Regions from separate parts of the Danio rerio genome. Here regions 2, 3 and 4 are each linked to region 1. A link is a contact called in public Hi-C and HiChIP or PLAC-seq data. All regions are on one chromosome and are shown on one strand. The core of a region is the stretch at or near the end of the contact, and the rest is flanking DNA. Distances in the headings are between cores, read along the strand shown.

Evidence for each region. A called contact is a pair of places that touch in the nucleus more often than the background predicts. HiChIP or PLAC-seq counts read pairs in DNA pulled down with a chosen protein or histone mark.
Region 2: a contact with region 1 is called in an H3K4me3 HiChIP or PLAC-seq map of embryo, with 2.8 times the contacts expected there. The contact joins the enhancer-like site here to the promoter of cux1a in region 1. A contact is called at or near these places in 3 of 18 Hi-C or Micro-C datasets (caudal fin, embryo and an unstated tissue) and 4 of 4 datasets of contacts at active chromatin or transcription factors (caudal fin, embryo, gastrula embryo and 1 more).
Region 3: a Hi-C map of an unstated tissue shows a contact between it and region 1, with 3 times the contacts expected there. The contact joins the enhancer-like site here to the promoter of cux1a in region 1. A contact is called at or near these places in 2 of 18 Hi-C or Micro-C datasets (hematopoietic stem cells and an unstated tissue) and 2 of 4 datasets of contacts at active chromatin or transcription factors (caudal fin and gastrula embryo).
Region 4: an H3K4me3 HiChIP or PLAC-seq map of embryo shows a contact between it and region 1, with 8 times the contacts expected there. The contact joins the enhancer-like site here to the promoter of cux1a in region 1. A contact is called at or near these places in 6 of 18 Hi-C or Micro-C datasets (caudal fin, embryo, hematopoietic stem cells and 1 more) and 3 of 4 datasets of contacts at active chromatin or transcription factors (caudal fin, embryo and gastrula embryo).

Annotation. Positions count from the first base shown.
Region 1 is chr10:38,154,901-38,157,634 of GRCz12tu, forward strand. cux1a (cut-like homeobox 1a) reads right to left here and starts at 1,332. Exons shown (of 24, transcript XM_073914978.1): 1 at 1,247-1,332. The coding sequence starts at 1,309.
Region 2 is chr10:38,001,320-38,004,019 of GRCz12tu, forward strand. All of the region lies in intron 8 of cux1a (cut-like homeobox 1a), which reads right to left. Among named protein-coding and RNA genes, the nearest start is that of dnajc30a, 110 kb to the left of the region's middle. Within about 2 kb of position 1,447, at least 34 of the 62 cell types and tissues checked have an H3K27ac peak or open chromatin away from gene starts, as enhancers often do.
Region 3 is chr10:37,956,928-37,959,627 of GRCz12tu, forward strand. All of the region lies in intron 15 of cux1a (cut-like homeobox 1a), which reads right to left. Among named protein-coding and RNA genes, the nearest start is that of dnajc30a, 63 kb to the left of the region's middle. Within about 2 kb of position 1,379, at least 11 of the 62 cell types and tissues checked have an H3K27ac peak or open chromatin away from gene starts, as enhancers often do.
Region 4 is chr10:37,922,552-37,925,381 of GRCz12tu, forward strand. cux1a (cut-like homeobox 1a) reads right to left here. Exons shown (of 24, transcript XM_073914978.1): 21 at 1,207-1,485. Among named protein-coding and RNA genes, the nearest start is that of dnajc30a, 29 kb to the left of the region's middle. Within about 2 kb of position 1,415, at least 3 of the 62 cell types and tissues checked have an H3K27ac peak or open chromatin away from gene starts, as enhancers often do. A contact at or near this core is called in skeletal muscle, where this site is marked.

The DNA of each region.
Region 1 (2,734 bases), core at 82-2,581:
CAGGCTACTGACAAAAATATGTAAACACAGAAATCATTTGCTATAATTATAACACTGACACATCTAGTTTAGATTTATTTCTTTAAAAAATCGTTGCTACTATCGAGTGATATTGATTTTGAAATAATAGTGTATTGATTTTTAATGACTCCTGATGTTTATGAAGATGTATAAATGGTAATAGGTAATATGAAGTTCGATCAGAAAATAGGACAGCGATTTTTTAAGCTATGCTCTGAGACCTCAGTTCATAAATACATAAACTCTCAATCAATAATTGATACAATCATGAGTCTATTGTTTATGCCTAACCAAACGCGACAAATGCACTTTCATACACCAACAGCACGAACATTACGAACAACGAAAGAAGAGTTCTGACAACTAATCGATTGGAGAAACAACAACAATAAACCAAAACAAACACGGCGAAGCGAATCTTTCCGTTCCCACCTGCATATAAATGCACATTTCTGTTGAAGTTATGGGTAAATAAATAAAAAATACACAGTGAAATTGTGCTTACTCGTTTTAACGAGCTATATATTACACCCCCAGGAACGGAATAATGAAATAACGCTTATAAAACTAAAAAGTTTTACGTCTATGTTTAACACACACACGAAAAAGGTTCGTGTTTGTTTATTGTTTTGTTTAATTGTTCCTGTCTGGCGCAGGTTTTAGCAGCTAATTCCGTCTTGACTTTTAACTGAACTACCGAAGCCGAACTTCTGCGTTTGCTAACTTCATAAACTTCATAAAGTCACATCAAAAAGTGCTAACAGACCAAAAAATCCAAATAAATGAGTGAAATGTAGAAAGGAAGGCACACTAAAAACACCTCTCTCGTTACTAAGCAATAACGTCTCGGTCCAGCACAGCGCCACCCGTGTAGCGCGACACACTTCTAAACACAAAATTATTTCCACAAACATACTATCTAAATCTCTTCGGCACAAACTATTCCCAAAACATCCCGGGGACGGAAAGGAGCGGGAAAGAATAGGGAAACCTTCATGCTCTTGTTGCCAAAGTGGCCGCATCCACCTTGACCGTGATGGTTGATCGATGGGAATTGAACAAAGAGGATCAATTTCCGATCAGCGCGAGAGAGCCGCTTTAATCAATGGGCACCGAACCCGGTGAACGAGCCGACGCGAGAGCGACGCGCCAGCCTCTCCGCGCGACGCTCCCCGGGACCGGCTTACCGGCAAACACAGCGAGTACAAAGCGAAAGGGAGCTGACCTGGAGCTGCTGCAAATCAAAGCGTTTCCAATATTGAAACATCGATCCCGCATTGGCCGCCATCTTGAGACATATTGAGACGGAATGAAAGGCTGATAGAGAGAGCGCGAGAGGGGCTGGAGTTCAGAGAGAGAGAGAGAGCGAGAGAGAGAGAAAGAGAGGCGGGGGAGCGCGCGCAAAACACGGAGCGGAGCAGATCGAACGTCGCGGGCGCGCGCGGAACGGAGTTATCGACCGAACCTGCGATATTGAATAGGGCTACTGAAAACAATTATTGAGAGCGTCCTGAATAAAAGGCAGAAAACGCGGGATGGAGTTCCCGTCTTCAATCGAGCTCCCTGTGGTTCGGGAGGGGGGCGCTGGATACGTTTTCATCCGCTACAAGGAGAGAGTTTATACGGTTATTGATTTTTTATCTCGTGCTAGAGATAGATATTACGAGACGCTGATCAGACGTGACGCGAGGAACGCGGACACAACGCGAGCCCAACGCGCGGCTTATGCTTTTCATGGTCAAACGAACAACCTTCTGGGCCTGTTTGTGTGTGTGAACGAACACCTGATATATTGATTTTTGATTTAGTTTTGATCTTTAATCTTCTTATACTATAAATATACAGGATGTTCTCGCGTCTTGTCTTGTAATATTTTTGCTGGCGTTTAAGTATGTGTGTGTGTATGTGTCCAGTTCCCTCCTGTTTGTACTCTGAAACCAATACATCTATTATATTGATTTTATGGGCATTCTTGCGTGAAGAATGTGGAGACGGTGATCGATAGCCTGAATAAATAGAAACACAGCTTGACTGTTCCCCGTATAAATAGTGCATCAAGCGATGTGCATTTAAAATGGTAATGGACGGGGGTTTAAGATGGAGGCATTAGGTGATTTTAATGTTATAACATAAACCCTTGTCCGGTCGATTCCTGATGAATTGTAAATACTGCTTTTGATCTTGAACTTGGAGAGCAGCGCCCTCTTTTGGATGCACATGGTATCGCCTCTTCAGTCTTCACAATTGTTCACAGTTAATAGTGATGATCCTAAATAATATTGAATTAGTGCTCAATTGATTTAGTGATGATAGACTGTCGAGGATGTAAATTTATTATTATTATTACTATTATTATTATTATATAGAAATAACCAATCGCATTTTAGCTTATAATCTTCCTGGTGATTATGCTGATTACATGAATTCATCATTTATTGAGAGTTATTCAAATTATTAAGTATTAATAACATCTATTGTTATTATGATCACACTTTATTTTAAGGTAAAGTTCTCACTATTGACAAACTTTTAGCTCAATAAACTCCCGATTTGCTGCTTATTAATAGTTATTAAAGTAGTATTGATTACGGATGTAGAATAAGATCATAATTTATAAGTACAAATAAACAGCCAATATCTTAAGCATTAGCAGGTGATAAACCAGTTAATATAGAGAATTGATACTTAAGAGAAGTGTTACCATTATTAACCA
Region 2 (2,700 bases), core at 197-2,696, 150 kb before region 1:
AAACTTTAAAGTAAAATTTTGATAAAAATATTTCTAAACTGTTAAATTATATAAGAAATAAATGTTAAATATGTTTTAAATAATTAAAGAGGGATTAAATACAAAAAGCTAGCTTTTTAAACAAAACTATTTAGATATATTCAAAATATAAAAACATTTCTAAATTGTTAAATTATATATTAAAGTGATAAATATGTAAAAAAACAGTAAAGAGGGATTAAATACAGAAATATTATTTTGATATGATGTTAAATTACTATCGTTGAGATAACTTTAAACATAACAGATCAAATATGAACATTAAATACTACTATGCTGAGCTAAACATGAATCTGTTTAAAGATGCAATGAATTGAGGTAAAAAAGCCACATTAAATCCTAAAATAGTTGCTGCATTAAACTAAAGAGCTAAATTAATTTTGAAGTCACTCTTTAATATGTTGATAATCAAATATGAATATTTATAACATTGAGTTAAATAAATAATAATAATTAAAAGCAATTAAATAAAAATATTAAATAAATGTAAAAATGGGCGAGGCAGTGGCGCAGTAGGTAGTGCTGTCGCCTCACAGCAAGAAGGTCACTGGTTCGAACCTCGGCTCAGTTGGCGTTTCTGTGTGGAGTTTGCATTTTCTATCTGCGTTCGCGTGGGTTTCCTCTGGGTGCTCCGGTTTCCCCCACAGTCCAAACACATGCGCTACAGGTGAATTGGGTAGGCTAAATTGTCCGTAGTGTATGAGTGTGTGTGTGGATGTTTCCTAGAGATGGGTTGCAGCTGGAAGGGCATCTGCTGCGTAAAAAACTTGCTGGATAAGTTGGCGGTTCATTCCGCTGTGGCGACCCCGGATTAATAAAGGGACTAAGCCGACAAGAAAATGAATGAATGAATGTAAAAACGAAATTAGTAAATTATGAGTGTATAAAAAAACAAGTTGAGACACACAAATGAAAATGTATCTACAAAAACAGAATAAATAAAGTTTAAAAAAAAGTTAAAATGCATGTTAATGTTTAGCTACATCCAAAGTATTTGACTTCAAATCGAAAAACAAACTCAAAAACAAAAAATTGAAACATGTAGGAAAATGCAAACATTGACTGATATGTGGACTCTAAGAATGCTGCTTATCATTTTTAGACTTCACCTCAGCATTTAAAAAACATACTGAAGTATCAGCACTGGCGTGTGTTTGTGTGGGCATGCATGGGCCGGTGCCCACGTCTGTGCCAGCTGTAGTTACTGTAGCTGGCACTACGTTAATGAGGAGGTCCTGTGGAGGGATGAGAGTGGAGTCTGGGCTGGAAAAGAGAAAGAACCAGATTAAAATTTCAGCACAACACAAAGCCCTAAGAGAGAGAGAACAAGATAGATGGCTGGGACGACAGACACCTCGCGGGCCTGTAAGAAAGGCGGACATTCCACCGCCAACACGTCTGAGAGTGGGGGAGGATCATGGGGGAGGGGGAAAAGAGAGAGAGAGAGAGAGAGAGAGAGAGGTCGCATACAAACAGCGGAGCGAATTGAAGCATTCCATTATTACGCTCGACTGAACCCTGCTCCTCTTTTCACCCTGAACCCAAGAAACACACACACACACACACAAACAGACCAAATACACACTCGCACACACCAAATACACACTCTTTGCAGCTGATACCATCCTTCCTTCAGACTGAACTCGGAAAGAAAGAAAAAAAAGAAAGAGGAAAGGGAGGGTGAAACGACAGGATGGGATATGAGAGACAAAAATAGGAGTGATGTTTTCTGGACGGATGATTCAAAGACAAAATTGAATTTTAAAAGATGATAACTTCCAAAACCTAGCGGTAACTCTTAAATCGGTTGAGTTTATGCTGTACTTTACACATCAGGTGGATAAATGAATGAATTAGCCGACAGCTAGCTCATTGTAACTCTCCTGTGGTCGCCATCTGAAGCTAAGCAAGGCTGTGCATGGTCAGTACCTGAATAGGAGACTACATGGGAAAGCTTGGTTGTTGCCGGAAGTGGTGTTAGTGAGGCCAGCAGGGGTGCTCAACCTGTGGTTTGTGTGAGTCCTAATGCCCCAGTATAGTGAAAGGGACTCTATACTGCTCAATGAGCGACGTCTTTCGGATTAGGCGTTAAACTGAGGTCTCGACTCTCTGTGTTCATTAAAAATCTGAGGATGTCCTTCAAAAAAAGTGTAGGGGTTTAACCCCGGCATACTGGCCAAATTTTTCCACTGACCTCTGTCTATCATGGCCTAATAACCATCCTTATATCATAATTGATTTCATCACTCTGTCTCCTCTTCATCAATCAGCTGGTATGTGGTGTGCGGTCTGGCCGATATGGCTGCCGTTGCATCATCCAAAACACTGGGTATTTAAGTGTAAATAACTTTTGTACAGTAGAATAAAAACCAAAGTGATGCATATGTGCATAAAATATAGCTTCTACACTTTCAAACGAAACCACTTAAAGGGTTCTGGTGCAATGCTAGTCCTTTAAATCTTAAAGAGAAAGTCGATGATGTTGGGAGTTTGAGATGTTAACATTAGTTTTTTCCCACCCACATAGTCTAGATGGCATTATTATCTAAAAAAAAAAATAACTTTAAAGGTTGATAAAGTTCTTACTTCTAGATGAAATATGACTTCATTTTAACAATATTGTACCCTTCATCGTTATTCTACTCTATTTGACTCAACATT
Region 3 (2,700 bases), core at 129-2,628, 200 kb before region 1:
TGCTTTCGCTTTAATTAGGCACGTAAACACTTAAAATAAATAAACATAAAAATGGCGCAATTCCCTTCTTTTTCATTACAGGTGCCATCACCCCTCTTATGCAATCCTCAAAACAGTCATATAATGGTGCATGACAATCAGCTAACGCGCTTCATAGTGATAAACAGACGCTGTTTCCCAAACGGATTTTGTACACGCAATTTAAAGCGGAGCGAAACTCTGTAACATACACACATAATAAATAATAATAATATCTAAAGATGTCGATCTTGGTGTTTTTTTTTTTTCAAACACAATTAATTCCGTCTTAAATGAGCATAAAAATGAGGAAAGCAGTCGAATGCCTTCATTATATTGTTAGATATGTGCATGTTTAAAGTGACGCCTGTTATTTAATGTGATCAAACGAAAAAATCTAAATAAATAAGAGATTCATCGGTTGCTCTTTAATCAGAATGAGTTATATATACACTGTATATATAGTTATACAGTGAAAAAACGGCTATTGAGATTTGATGGCTTGATTTTATTTCATTATAACAGCTATTAATTTTAATAAGCTGAACTGTTTGCTAATGTATTTGCTGCTAATGTATAAATGTATTTTTTCTTTTGTAAATAATAACAATAAAACATATTACTGACCATTCAACTGTTTATTTACAATGGAACCGCTTCAAATGAACATATTTAGTAATTTGGGGATTTTTTTAAAGGAGGAGGGGGGCAAATTCCCTATTTTCACATCCCAATGTTGACAGGTATGTTATTAATGCATTAGTAAGTGTTGATGTTGAAGTATGAATAATAAATGCTCTACAAGTATTGTTCATACTTAGTTCATGTTAGTAAATACAACAACTAATGAAACCTTATTGTAAAGTGTGACTTTTTATCATTACTATTTCAGAAAGACAAAGCAAGCAGTGAAACACAAACGCAGGCTTATACTGCTCTCAAAAATAGGCACCTTTTCATTTTATGCAACCAAACTCAAGATCCAAAAACCCATTCGCAATCATTGACTTGTCTATAATAATAATAAGACTGTGTGTATCAGCACCTGCACTGCCGGCGGCTACAGCAGCACTTCCTGCGCAATGACTCAAACAGTTTCCTGTCCTCCACCAGTCCACACAACAAAGAGCCGGCGCGAATTTGGCCAAAGTCCATGAGAAACAACAGAGCTCAGTGTGGAAGTATCATCAGACGGGTCGGCGCAATAATAATAAATATGCAGAGAAAAGGGAAAAAGTGGCAGAGGAGAAAGCGCCCGATGAGCAGTGGGCAGCAGGGCAAGGTCAGAATCACTGGTGTGTGAGGAGAGCAGCTGGACGTGTGTGTGTGAGGTGGAAGTAATGCTCTCTCGCCCTCTCTCTCTCTCTCTCACACACACACACACATACATACACACAGCCACCCACAGCGCCGCCCTGGGGGAGACTCAACCACCAGTTGTAATGTGGTGGCACTGTGGATCTGCCTGAAGAATTCTGCCACACACACACACATGCACATTTATACACACAAGCTGACCACCAAATAACAGGACAGGCTTCTCGAAAGACCTCCGTGATTGAGTAGTTAAGAGTTTGAGACTAATCTGTAAAGTCAAAGGTGTAGCATTTATTGTAAAAAGCCGCCTCCTGATTGGATTGCAGCTTATTTTTTTAAAGTCCTGTCTGTCTGTCGGTCTCGCTCACTTGTTTTGCAACAGATTCCAGGCCAGAGAATTGAGAAGAAACAGACCAGCACAACAAAAACACACAGACACAGCGGATCTGACACTCCAGAAAGCCATAACACGAGATGGGGAAGGCGTGAGAGACAGACCTGGCCGCGTGGAGCCTTCAGAGCCGCCTCTTCGCTTCGGAACATCCTGAAACACTCTGTTCAGGTTCTGGCCTGGGTTCTCTGTTGGAAAACAAGTGGCGGAAGATAGAAATAAAAAGTAAGACCAAGCCCTAAACGGCAATGCTGGCAATTTGTCCAATCAACTTCCAGGGCTCAACAGTAAGAATGAGAGATTTGGTTTTTTTAAGGCCTGTGTTCGATCAGCATCACTGCATCTTACATTTGCTGACGTGGAATTGCTTGATATTTTGTGCTGATTTATATGCGTCACTATGAAAACAGTAATTAGCTAATTTAGCTAATTAAGCATATTTGTCTACATCAGTAAAGTGTCAGTATCATCGGAAAGCTTTTGCAGCTTATGCAGTCTTAAACAAACCTTTATATATAAATATACTTCATATAAATATATGCATGCACTTGTGTATTTATATATGAATAATAAATATACAAAGTACACCACACACATATATTGTCAAAAACGTTCATTTTGAATTCGTGATTATACTGTAGCACTAATTAGTAAACGTTATAGTTGTTATTTATTGCTCATTTCTAATAACTAATTTACTAATTTTCTTTGCCATGAAGACTTAATTTTTCTACTAGTTATTATACAAAATATTCAGTTTAAAGTGCAATTCAAAGGCTTAAATAATTTAATTATGTTAATTAGAAAACTTTTGCAGCTTATGCAGTCAACAAAATTGTGCATGAATTCATAACTTTCACAGTTGCATTGTAGTTTGATGATTTAAATTAAAAATCTAATATAATTTTCTCTTTTTTCCTATAATACTTCAGAAACATTTAGCTAAATATATTTTCATATTATATATACATTTG
Region 4 (2,830 bases), core at 165-2,664, 230 kb before region 1:
CACTGGGCCTTTTACCCAACTTTTAGAAACTTTCCAAAGACGTCAGTTTCTTACTCATCTTACAGCTTGTGGGTTAAATTTGGCCGCTCAAGTGACCGAGATGCAACCCAAAGAATTTGGTCATTTTTCATATTAAAAGACTTTTCAAAATAAAAGATCGTTCAGACTAGGATAATAAATTAAATTGCAAATAATTAAAGATTTCTTGTGCGGCCCGGTACCAATTGATCCATGGACCAACTGTATACCGGTCAGCGGCCCGGTGGTTGAGGATCATTGCTGTAACGGACTCCTCACCGGCCTTCCCAAAAAGACAGTCAGACAGTTGCAGCTCATCCAGACTGCTGCTACCAGAAATATGACCAGGACCAGAAAATCAGAGCACATCACCTGTCCTCAGGTCTTTACACTGGCTCCCAGTCACATTCAGAATAGATTTTAAAGTATAATAACTCTTCTATAAATCACTATATGGCCTAGAACAGGGGTGCTCAATCCTGTTCCTGGAGAGCCACCTTCCTGCAGATTTCAGTTGCTACCCATATCAAACACACCTGAACCAATTAATTAGGACCTGAACACCACTTGATAATTACAGGCAGGTGTGTTTGATATGGGTAGCAACTGAAATCTGCAGGACGGTAGATTTCCAGGAACAGGATTGAGCACCCCTGGTCTAGAACCTCAATACATAACAGATATGCTCACTGAATGCAAACCTAACAGATCACTCAGATCTTTAGGATCATATAAACTATATAAACTAGAAAATCCAAGCAGGGTGAATCTGCCATCAGCTACTAACAGCGCCCCCCGCTACTGGAATCAGCTTCCAGAAGTGATCAGATGTGCTCCACCATTAGGCACATTCAAATCAAGACTGAAAACACTGTTTAGCTGTTATTTTACTGAATGAGCACTGTGCGACATCCCACAGATCGCACTATTGGGTCTTTCTTTTCTTTTTCATTGCTCTATAACCTGTTTTAACACATTTTAAATGTTTTTAATACGTTTCAATCCTCTTAATCGTTTTTATTTCCTTGTTTATTTAATTTTTGTTTATGTAAAGCATTTTGAATGACCATTTTGTGTATGAAAAGTGCGTTTGAAACAAACCTGTCTTGCCTTGATGTTGTGAATTATATCTCTTTGCAATAATAAAAACAATACACTGATCATCTTCTGTTTTGCTAACACACTCACCCAGGTTGTTATCAGTGAGGACTTCTTTGACTTTTTTCGTGATGACGTACGTGTCCAGCTCGGCTGACATGGCCACCATCTCCTGAATGCTGAGACCGGCCTGTCCCGGCAGAGGCAGCGGCAGCGGCGTCCCGGGCTGAGACTCGGAGGCTTCGCTGGGCTCCTGGACGGAGGATCGGCACATCTGCTCCTCCTGCTGGCTCTTCACAGACTCCTCAGCCGAGCTCAGGGGGGATTCTGGGGCAGGACTGCAGCTGGCCGAGGTTTTGGGGGTGATTTCTGTGGAAAGGGAGACGTTAAGACGTTGCGCCAGTGAGCCGGGCATTACTTATCGACAGAAGGCCTGAATGAAGATCAGTCTAAATATGGAGAGGGTGAAGCCAATGAAAGCGTAACCCCAAACCGAGGTCTTCCTGCTCAGCAACAGAAAGTGATGGACAGTGACAGATGCATCGTGTCATGCCAAGTCACAGCTTCTGTTCGAGCATAATGAGACAAATAAATTAACGAAGACGGGAGACTCAATGTGGGGCACGCATACAGAGCTTTCTGGGTTTAAAGGGACTGTTTAATCATAAATAAAAATGTATTTATTAGTGATTAACCTCTATTTATTAAATATTTTAATAATAATTTTATCTTTGCAATTGTGCAATTAATATTTTTTATTATTTCATCCTAATTTACTAAATAGCTACATTTAATAATAATATTAATTATAGAATAATTGTGCAATTACATGGGATTGTTTAATCATAAATACAAACTATTTTATCACTAATTCACCACAATTTATTGAATAATTACATTTGATATTTTTAATTTTAAATTCCATCAGTTTTTGGTCATTAATATTTTATTTTTACTGTAATTGTGCAACTACAAGAGATTCTTTTAATTAAAAATAAAATAATTTTATCACTAATTGATGCAGTGGATGGCACAATTGCCTGACAACAAGAAGGTCACTAGTTCGAGCCTCGGTTGGGACAGTTGGAATTTCTGTGTGGAGTTTGCATGTTCTTGCCATGTTGGCATGGGTTTCCTCCGGGTGCTCTGGTTTCCCCTACAGTCCAAACACATTTTATTAAATAATTACATTAATTACAATTATTTTATTAATAAATTACATATATTTTGTCATTGATAATTGTATTTTTTACTCTAATTGTGCAATTTAAGGGATTGTTTAACCTTGAATACATTTTTATTAACAATTAACCACAATTTACTATAGATCATTTTATTATTAAATTACAGAATTTTTGTCATTAATAATTTTATTTTTATTCTAATTGTGCAATTGCAAAAAATAGTTTTAACAAATAAAGATTATTTTATTACTAATTAACCACAATTTATTAAATGATTACATTTATTAATAATAATAATAATAATTTTGTCATCTTTTTTGATGGATCATAATTGTATTTTTTATAAGTACAATCATAAAAAGTATTTTAGAGTGTGCAAAACGTTTTTTTAAATTCTTATTAATACCTTTAAATATGCATTTATTAGAGAAAAGGTGTACTTTTTTTAATAAATAAAAACTATATGCATTTTATTTAATAAATAAAAACTAAATAAATAAAATAATACAAATAAATTGCAGCCATAATCT